Linked DNA regions of Mus musculus: regions 2 and 3 are each linked to region 1. Evidence: chromatin contacts called from public HiChIP or PLAC-seq and Micro-C data. All regions are on one chromosome and are shown on one strand. Each heading gives the region's core, a stretch centred on a gene start, on an enhancer-like site or on the middle of the called end of the contact. The rest is flanking DNA. Distances are from core to core; before and after follow the strand shown.

Evidence for each region. Hi-C and Micro-C count contacts between places; a contact is called where the count stands out from the background. HiChIP or PLAC-seq counts read pairs in DNA pulled down with a chosen protein or histone mark.
Region 2: an H3K27ac HiChIP or PLAC-seq map of microglia shows a contact between it and region 1, with 5 times the contacts expected there. The contact joins the promoter of Rac1 here to the promoter of Smurf1 in region 1. A contact is called at or near these places in 1 of 39 promoter capture datasets (embryonic stem cells) and 1 of 115 datasets of contacts at active chromatin or transcription factors (microglia).
Region 3: a Micro-C map of embryonic stem cells shows a contact between it and region 1, with 5 times the contacts expected there. The contact joins the promoter of Cyth3 here to the promoter of Smurf1 in region 1. A contact is called at or near these places in 1 of 484 Hi-C or Micro-C datasets (embryonic stem cells) and 2 of 115 datasets of contacts at active chromatin or transcription factors (astrocytes and microglia).

Annotation. Positions count from the first base shown.
Region 1 is chr5:144,963,938-144,967,307 of GRCm38.p6, reverse strand. Smurf1 (SMAD specific E3 ubiquitin protein ligase 1) reads left to right here and starts at 1,478. Exons shown (of 18, transcript NM_001038627.1): 1 at 1,478-1,807. The coding sequence starts at 1,753.
Region 2 is chr5:143,526,295-143,529,664 of GRCm38.p6, reverse strand. Rac1 (Rac family small GTPase 1) reads left to right here and starts at 1,672. Exons shown (of 6, transcript NM_009007.2): 1 at 1,672-1,902. The coding sequence starts at 1,868.
Region 3 is chr5:143,620,732-143,624,101 of GRCm38.p6, reverse strand. It overlaps Cyth3 (cytohesin 3), which reads right to left and starts at 1,655. Exons shown (of 13, transcript NM_011182.4): 1 at 1,429-1,655. The coding sequence starts at 1,462.

The sequences.
Region 1 (3,370 bases), core at 229-2,728:
GGATCACTCAAACTCACCAGCACACCTGTACCGTGGGGCTGGAGAGATGCTGAACAGTTAGGAGCACACGTTGCTCTTCCAGAGGACCTAAGTTCAGTTCCCAGCACCCACACGGTGGCTCACAAACACCCGCTCCAGATCCAGCACCTTGTGATGCACACATACAAACACGCACACAAAACACTCCTATATAGGTAACAGAAATATCTAAAAAAAAGCCTCACAAAACTTAGCTTCTTGTGCTTGCACCATCGAACACCTTACCAATGGTGCTATTCTCCCAACACCAATCAAAGACTCCTAAATGGATTTATTCCAACCTAGGGTCTCGCTCTCAGCGACAACGGCTTAGAAATGGAAGCAGAGTTAGAGTCTGGATTAACCGTTGCCCATACACGATCCTATTCTTAAGATATTTTCCCTCCATTATTAAATAGTCTGGGCTGCACAGGCTCATAAAACCAAACTGCCTAGGACAAGAACAGGTACAAGCCTGTAATCCCTGCGCTCCGGAGGCTGAGTAGGGGGAATCACAGTTTTGAGGTCAGCCTCAGCTACAGATGAGCCCCTGTCTCCAAAGAGGGTGGTCAAACGCTGTGGGTAGCTGGTTCTAAGGAAGAACCATAGAGTCTGCCCATGAAGTGAATTAAGTTCAGGTCGGATGGGAGTTTGGTAAATATACGCAGCCTTTTCAAGAACCTTTTATTTCCTCTCTAGAATGCGTTACCATAGAGATTGGTTTGCTTGCTGGGGAAAGAAAGCCCGGCTTTTACTTTTTACCGGCCTGACACTCTGGGGGTTTGGGGGTGGGTTCATCAGAAGGCAGGGACTCGAAAACCCGACTGCTTACTTCTCTGGGTTAGTTCAGTTGCATGCAGGTTCCTATCCACAAAACCACCACCTCTCCATTTACATCCTTCATCTTGTTTAGCTGGTCCATATGCCGCACTTCCTCTGAGTCTAGCCACTTTGTCAATCGAATACACCAGTTGCACAGGGCACATCCGACACTCGATCACTGCGGGAAGTCTTCCCTTGGAACTTGCAGGATCTAGTGTGTACCCACGCGCGCACGCGCGCACGGTTCTTGGGGTTTCATGCAACACCCTGGCTTCCATCAGGAGCTTTGAAAAGTCCGACACTGAAGAAACAATCGGTTCCCCCAAATCGTCGCACAAGCAAATCAGTTGGTTCTGAGATTGTGACTAAGAACCAGCTCCGACTGCGCCGCTTGTGTGTGCGTGTGTGTCGTCTACGTGTGTGGGGCGGTGGTGGCCACGGTGGTGTCTGTTTCAAGGCTCCCCGCCGGCTGCAGGAACCTTGCAGCTCCCCCAGACCCCCTTGCGCGCGCCCAGGACAAGCGCGGTCCGCGTAGCGCCGTGCTCGGGCGCGCGCACGCACGCACACACGCAAGCGCGAGGCCGCGCAGGGCCGGGCCGGCAAGGCGGCGGGCGCGCGCAGCTCGGGAGGCGGCGGCGGAAGCAGCGAGGGCGGCGGGCGTCCGGCTGCGAGCGCGGCGGCTCCGGGCTGGGCCAGCCAGGGGCGGCTCCTGGCGGCGGCGCGGCCGAGCGCTCGGTTCTACGGTTCCAGCCCGTGGTCTCCGGCCCAACGCCTGCGCCGCGCACTCGGCGTCCCGGCTCGGACCCCGGCGCCCAGCCCGTGGCCGTAACCTTGAGGCGGCGGCGGGGCCGGGCCGGGCCGGGCTGGGGGGCGGCGGCACTGGATCCGAGGCCGGCCGGCCGCTGGCGGGAGATGTCGAACCCCGGGACCCGTAGGAACGGCTCCAGCATCAAGATCCGTCTGACAGGTAGGCACGACAGGGCCGCGGCCCTCGCGCCCCTAGACTGTCCCAGGGACCCTGCGGACTCCCGCCCCGCCCCCTCCCCCCCCCCCCCCCTTGCACCGGCCGTTGTCCCGGGACCGCTGCACCCCCTACGGCGTGCGCCCCTCGCTCGCGCTCCCGGCCCCGCCCCCCGGGTGCTCTGCAGGCGCCGCCCCTGCCGCCCCGTCCCCTCCCTCTGCATCAGGGCCCGCCCCTGGCACATCAGGACACGCCCCGCTGCGGCAGCCCCGCCCTCCCTCTGCATCAAGCCACGCCTCTCCGATCTGCAGACTCGCCCCCTTAACTAGGCTCAGCCCTCGACTCTTCTGCAGACTCCCCCTCCCCCTCACAGGCTCCACCCCTTGACTACTTTGTAGCTTTGGCGACCCGCCCTATGGCTCCTCCCTCTGCATCATTCCCCGCCCCCTGCTTGCTCTGCAGGCCCAGGCAGCTGCCTTTTCTGCATTAAGCCTGGCTTGCTGTTCATCCCTCTATCATAGATTCCACCCCTGTGGCTGATTCTCTTGGCCCCGCCTCTGGCTCCTTTCTCTTCAGGTTCTTGCCTATCCCCCCCTGCCCACACTACTCTATCTGCCCACACCTACCATCAGTTGCATATGGGCCACGCCCCCTAGCTTTCTCCCTCTGCCCCTAACTTTACCCTTCTGGATCAGGTCCCGCCCCCTAGCTCCTCCACTACAGGACTCCCCCCCCCCCTCTCCTTTCTGCCCCACACCTACCCTCAGCTGCATATAGGTACCACCCCTCGGGGCCCTCCACCGGTCCCCTCTAGTGTCCTCTCTTGACACCGCCCCAGCACCCTCTGATCCACACCTACCCCCCTGCCTGCTTTTCTTCAGGCCTTGTACATAGCCACACACCTTTCAACTTCATGTAGATCCCGCCCCCTCGCTGCACCTCCACCGCTCTTTCCACCCCTACCTCACATTTTCATCATCCATCTCTTCACTCTCATCCTCCTTCTACCTGCTGTTCCCCTCTAGGCCCACCCCTCACCATCCTCCCGCCTGTCCCCTCCCTCTTTTCCCTTGCAGCTTCTCATCACTTCATCTCTCTCTCCTTTCTTTCTTCCCACTCTCTCACATGAACATTATCTACCTTCTCCCTTCTCTCTCTGGGTCCCTTCGAATCATCCCACCCCCTACTCGTTTGCCTTGCTTCTCTTTGCTCTCCCACCGCCTCACCCACTCCTCATCTCCATCTCTCTAGTTTCCCCTCTCCTCTCTTGGCTCCGCCCCCTCTACTGTTTTCAGCCACGCCCCCGTCCCTGCTTGATCCCGCCCTCACTTATCTTTCAGTCCCGCCCACTCGCTTCTGTCTTACAGCCTCCACCCTTAAGTCGCAAATTCCTCAATCCTGTCTGGGACCAAACGTCTGTCTCCCAGTCTTGTTCTCACTTCCCCCACCTCATCAGTGGTCCAGACCTCTCCAGTCTAGTCCACTTCCGTTCTCCCCGAGGCCAGGCCACTTAGTACTCCAGAGACGAGTCCTTGGTTCCTACCTCCTCTGCAATGCCTTCACCCCTCG
Region 2 (3,370 bases), core at 423-2,922, 1.4 Mb after region 1:
TATCCTCCAGGTCTGGGAAATTCTCGTGGAATAGTTCCACAGATGCTTCCCTTAAATTTTTTGTTTTGTTTCTATTTTTTGTTTGTTTGTTTTATTTTTTTACTGTTAGGATATTAGGATGGCTGGAATTCCTGGTCTGGTTTCTTTTCTTTAAAAAAATATTTTAGATTTTGTGTCTGTGCTCACGTGCACACACGTGAATGAATGCAGGTGTCTCAGGGGGCCAAAGGTGTTGGATCGCTCTGGAGCTGGAATTACAGGTGGCTGTAAGCCATGTGATTCAGGTGCTGGGAACCTAACTCCAGTCTACTGGAAGAGCAGCTTGGCCTCTTAAGCTCCAGGAGGAGGGAACTTGCCAGGCAAGTGTGAGGAACAGAGCTCCAATCCAGAAACTAGTATACTAGGAGGGTACGGTGACTCACCTGTAACTCCGGAAGATAAAGATGGGATCTCCAGGGCAAGCTGGTTGGCTAGATTAACTGGAATTGGCCAGTTTTGTGTTCAATGAGAGATCTTACTTCAATATATATAAGGTGAACAGCAACTGAATACACCCAGTGTCAACCTTGGTCTTCTATACACATGTGCACCACACATGTGCCCACACATGAAAACATGCACACACACACACACCACAGATAACCAAAAATATCTTTAATGTTCTTGTCTTCTAATAGGCTACCTTATTTGTGAATGAATTATATGCTTACCCTATCATATCAGCAATCTTTAAAAGAATTCTTCTGACCTTTATCCTTCTGTTTATTATTTTAATGGTATGTATGTTTTTTTTTCCTTATATTTTTGTTTATTTAGTGCTCCCTCCCCACCCCCCACCCCTATTGAGAAAGTCTCATGGTAGGTCAGGTTAACGCTGGACGCTACATAGCCAGAGGTCAAACTTCAGATGTTTCTGCTACCTCCAGTCCAGAGCTGGGATTCCAGGTATGCACTACCTGATATATACCACATCTGTTTCATACCGTCGTGAGGTTCAATCCTAGGGTTTCATATCTGTATCTGCTCGGGGAAGCACTCTACCAATTGAGTTGCATATCCAGAGGTTGGACTTGAGGTTGATCCCCAGGATTCTACTGCTTCCGCCCACCAAGTGCTGGGATTACAGGTGAGCCACCAGGGCAGGCTGTGATGTGCTAGGGATGGAGCCCCAGGCTGTACATGCCGGCAAACATTCTGACTTGGCTACATCCCTAGCAGTTTCTTTTTTGAGACTGGATCTCACTGTGGCACGAGCTATACAGAATTTTCTAGCAGGATCTTACGCTACAGCATACTGTAGTTATCACATAACAAGGGGGCTCAGGAATCTCTCCATGGAGTTGGCACAAGTAGGTTGCGAGCGAACGGGACCCTACCACTGACCCGAACCCGTAACCCCAGGATTCAGAGGGCTTCCTAAACCTGGTCACAACCGGGACGCTTTAGCGTGCCAAGATGGCGGCCGCCCCGCCCCGCGGCCGCCGAGCCCGTTCTCCGGCTGGAGCCGACTGTTGCCGAGCTTTCCCGAAAGCCCGTGGAAGCCAGGAACGGCGCGGGCGGGCGCGCGGGCGGGCGGGAGCGGCCCCGCCCGGAGCCTGGGAGCTGCGTCGACGGCACCGAGGGGGAGGGGAGGCCGGATGTGAGTGGAGCGGCCATTTCCTGTTTCTCTGCAGTTTTCCCCAGCTTTGGGTGGTGGCTGCTGCTGCGCTTCGCCTTCCCGTGCGCTGAGGGCCCGGCGGCGTGGACAGCAGTCCCGGCACTCGGCGCCCCGCCGCCCGCAGCCTCGCCCAGCGCTTCCCGAGCCCGCCGCTTCGCGCCTCAGCCACCGGCCGCCGCCGCCGCCGCCGCGGCCCACCGAGCGGCCCAGATGCAGGCCATCAAGTGTGTGGTGGTGGGAGACGGGTGAGTGCACGGCCGCGCCTGGCGCTCCGGACCCGGTGCCGCGCGCAGCGCCATCGGGGGCCCCCGCAGGCCCGAAAAGCCTCGAGCTGGCGTAGAGCGCGCGCCCGGCCTTCTGGGGGGCGCGAGCCTCCCACCCTCCCGGGCCTGGTTCCGGATTCTGGTTGGGGGAGGGCCTGGGCGAGCCGGCCGGAGGGAAAAGTGAACTCCACCCTCCTGCCTTCTTCCCGGGCCGGACGCCGCCCGTCGCCCTACTCGACTTGGCACGTAGGCGAGGCTGGTTTGAAGAATTTTTCTTGAAACATTTTTAAAAAAAATTTTTGTCTTTTGAGAAAGGGACGTATAGTTTCTTCATTTACTCAGGGTACCCCCTCGCACCCCCCCCCCCGAGAACTGGGATAGGTAACGGCCTCCAAGTCGGCCGGCCCTGGTCGATGCATGTTTGCACCAGTCACTTGGGTGACCTGGAACTTGGGAAAGGGCTCGGTTGCTTCGACTTGACAGGGTGTTTATAAAAATATTCATTTTCACACTTACGCCGAGAAAGTTACTGGGATGCTAGCTGAAGGAGTGTGATGAAGACTGTCCATTGAACGAAGTGTGGTTATTAAAAACAAACAAACCTTCTCTGAAGGCATTAGATATGGATGTAGCAGATCCAGCTCCCTGTGACTCGAGGCAATTCTTTTCGTGATTGACCGTGATGGTTTCAGGCCCTTGAGGGAGACAAGACTGGTCTTATGCAGTCCGTCCCGTTCCCCCCACCCCTTCGGTAGAAACAAGAATCTCAGTGTAATCGGAGCAAAATCGCGCGTCTCAGCGTAGCTTGTGTAGGTTCGTGTTAACGAGGAAGCTTGGAGATTTACCACCCGTTTCCTCAAACGCAGAGTGCAACTGGTCCACTTTCTAGTTCAGTCGAGTACGTTGCCAAACTTGCTTAATGCCTTCCACACTTGCAGTGAGCACTCGCCGCCCATGGGTTTATGAGCCCGTGGATTTATGAGCGATTGTTCAGCGTATTTACAGAACTCTACATTAGACTTTGGGATCGTCCCTGTAACTAAGTCAGCCAGACGGTCAGAGAACTTTATTTTTCTGCTAACATGTCTGTCTGTGGGATTTGTCTCGGAGACAGGAAGTCTCATGGATACGGTTCAATGTATTTAACGACACACTGGAATTTCATTGAGTAGGAATGTCAATGGTGCTTTCCTTTCACCTCCTAAAAGAAAGCTTTGTCACTTGGGGCACTTAGTTTGATAGTGAAGATGTTGTATTGTGGGGCCGGGGTCTTTTTGTGTAAATCCTAGTTTCTGACTGCCTTGGTCCCAACTCCATGATTCTCCTGTTAGGAGGACATGGACATAGGCGTTGGGCTTACAGGTATGAGCCACAGGTCTGCTTTAAGTGAAGGCAAGATGGCTGGGTCTGTCTGTCTGTCTCTCTTTTTGTATTGCGGTTGAACTATAAC
Region 3 (3,370 bases), core at 406-2,905, 1.3 Mb after region 1:
ACCCACTCGATGCCACTGTGCTACCCCTGGCTTTTACTATGAGAACTGAACTTGGCAAATGCCACGAGGAGTGCCAACTTCCTACAGCCCAGCCACTTCGTCTCTTTCACAGGGAAGAAAAAAAAAAATCTGAGAAGCTCTGGAATTCTAGAAGGCACCTTGATTAACCACTTCACGAGGAAGTCTTCAATACTGCTGATTCTTACAGGCAGCTGCTCCAGCAGCCTGTAATTAAGACTTCTTTTTCCCCCTAAACACTCCCTTATTACATGGGATTCTGATCATTCTGTCAGCAAAAAAGGAAGATCGTTCCTCAAAGTCCAGACAGCTTCAACTTGGGGTGTTTGGGTAAAAAATGACGGGTACATTATTAACCCTTTGCTTACTTCAAGTAAAGTCCCACTCCACAAACGGTGACTCTTGATGTTTTGGGAAACCAAATTCATGAAATGACACAACAGGAATCTGTACTCCGTTGAGTAATTTGCAACCGGCTCATTTGCAGCAGGGTGGAACTCAAAGTCAGGCACATACATACAGCCTGAGCAACACGGAGAACTGATAGCCCACCTCTGGAAGGGTGTCTGTCACAGGCACCTGTCCAGGAGTCTAACAGTCTCGCTGCTGTGGCTCCCGCATCCCACCCTCGGCTTTAAAGGAATCCCACCTGACCCCTTTAATTTCTTAATTATATTTTCCATTTGGTGGTGTTGGGGATCAAACTCAGCGTCCTGGGCATGCTAGACAATGATTCTATCATTTGTGCTATTTGGCCCCCTTTTTATTTTTACACCCGACCCCTTCTCTGTAGCATTTTTTCTTTTCTATTTGATAAAAAAATGCATACTCAGACCTGGACTGGAGCTGCCTGCCCCTCATGTCCTTTAAGCCATTCCCAATGAGTACTTCTGATCTAAAAATCAGAGACGTGGTCATGACTTCCAACCTTCCTCCTCTCCCCCGACCGATCCACCCCACCCTCCGGGCCCTCCGAGTCCTCCAAATTGAAAACTTTCCCCTCCCCATCCAGGAGCTCCCAAGCTCCAGACACCTGAGGAGAGCTGAAAAGGAGAGGGGCCCGTCCGAAACAGCTGGGCTAGGGAGGGCGTGGACGCCCTTGGCAATGAGACGCTGGGAAGGTCGCCCCGCAGAGTGGCCCCATCTCAGAAAGGCGACCTGGAGCTGTGCTGCGGAGACCCCGGCCTCGAACCCGCGACCCGCGACCGCGCTGGGCGACGACCCCGCGGTCTCCGACATGTCCTCTCACCAGGGCAGCGAAGCCCGAGTCCCCGCCTTACCCCGCGCACCTCCCCACGGTCGCCGCCACCCCACCCGACACCCGGCCCCACGTCTCAAGCCTGGGCTCTCAACAGCGCGACCCTCGGCCTCAGGGCCGCCCAGAGAGCCGGCCACACCTCCATCACTCACCGCTGCCGCCCTCACCGCCACCGCCTTCGTCCATTTTGAGGCCACTCCCCGCCAGCCGGCGAGCCCGGAGCCGGCGGGAGCGACTGGGCTGAACGCCGGGACTAAGAGAAGTGGTCGCGGGGAGAACCGGAGAGCTCCTCAGCGAGCGCGGCCCGGGTCGCGGCCGGGCCTCCACGGAGGGCCGGGCGGAGCCTCACTGCTCCGGCGCCATCACGTGACACAAAACCACGCCTCCCCTGTCGGTGTGGGCGGAGCCTAGACGCCGAGCGGTCCCGCCCACCAGACTCCGCCCGGCCTTGCAGTAGCTGCAGTAGCTGCTTAGCTAGGAGACTTGGATCCTGCAGCGCAGCACTCTCCCTCGAACCTCCTGTCTGCCCCTCTAGAGCATCCTGGAGAGGAAGCCGGGTCTATCAGGAGCACGAGGACGCCCTGCTCTACAAAACCTGATGGCTAAGGGCTGCGACTCGCAAATGCATAGAGTAGGGAGTGAGAAACTATCTGAAAAGGAAGGCTGATGATTGGCTCAAGTGGCCCCCACTTAAAGGCAGAAGGAAAGAACTGACTATAAAGTTTTACTGTGACCGCAGCATGCGTGGGCGTCCACACATGACATACACACAGTAATAATTGTGTGGGGATGTAGTTCTGTTGTTAAGAGCACTCGCTGCTCTTGAAGAGAATCAGAGTTTGGTTCTCAGCACCCACAGAACCCTTGTAACTATGACTACAAAAAGGATCCAATACTTCCGGCCTCCAAGGGCACCTGCACTCATATGACGGTTATCTGGCACACTCTTACCTCCACCCACATCAGGCATGCTTGTAGTGCACACATATATGTGCGGGCAAAACACTGATACACACAAAATAAAATTTTAAAAAAACTTTTTGAGATAGGGTTTCTCTGCATAGCCATCAATGTCATGGAACTCTTTCTCTGTAGACCAGGCTGACCTTGAACTCAGAGATCTTCCTGCCTTTGACTCCTGAATGCTGGAGCTAAAAGGATGAGCCACCATGCCCAGCTAAATAAATCTTTTTTTAAGTGTTTATTTTAAAAATAATAAAAACTGGGTGCGGTGGCGAATACCTTTGACCACAGCAAGCCAATCTCAACAGAATCTTAGTGGGTTTAGTCTGCTTAGTGAGTTCCAAGTTAGCCAGGGCTACCTAGTGAGTCTCTGTCTGAAGTCATCATCATCATCATCTGAAAACGAGCCCATGAGAAGACTCTCCCCACCCCCACCTCCTCCCTTCTTTACCCTCAGAATGTTAGGGTAATTCCAGCCTTTTATCTTTTGGGTGTATAATAATAATGGAGTCTCATTTTTCCTGCGGATTGGATGCATTTTAGAATTAACAAAGTATTAGGTTGGTAAATGAATATAGTGATGCTGTTGAACCCTAACCCCAGTCCGGCACAGCTGGGGCTCGGCTCTCAGAAAGCATTAGTACAGGGGTTGGCCAGTCTGGCGTCAGATGCCCGTGCAGTTGAGCGTTAGTCTCCCTTGGCTTGCTGCCAGCTGCCCTGGATTTATGATGCAGTAGGAGCTCTGAATTCAATTTCCCGTGGGCACAGCCCAGGGCTGGGCAGACGGACTCAGTACTCCCCTGTTCCAAATCTATGGCTCGATTTTCTCATTCCGTATGTCTCGTTTCCAGTAACTTCTCCTTAACGTTGCATGTGTGCCCTCCCAAGCCTTTCTGCTCGAATTAAATTGCATTAAAGAAAAGCAAACATTATAAGGGAGGAGATGGCTCATCTGTAATAAAATTTTCCAGCAACTGTTTTATATTTACAAATTGCCCATTGAATCAAAGGATACTTCCTCCACCGTCCATCTATCAAAGCAGACAGCCTTCACCTTTTTGCTCAAGGTTAAAGAATGGTTTCAAAGAGTCCAATTTCCTGATAACCTCAAGAATTATAACCCCGGATATT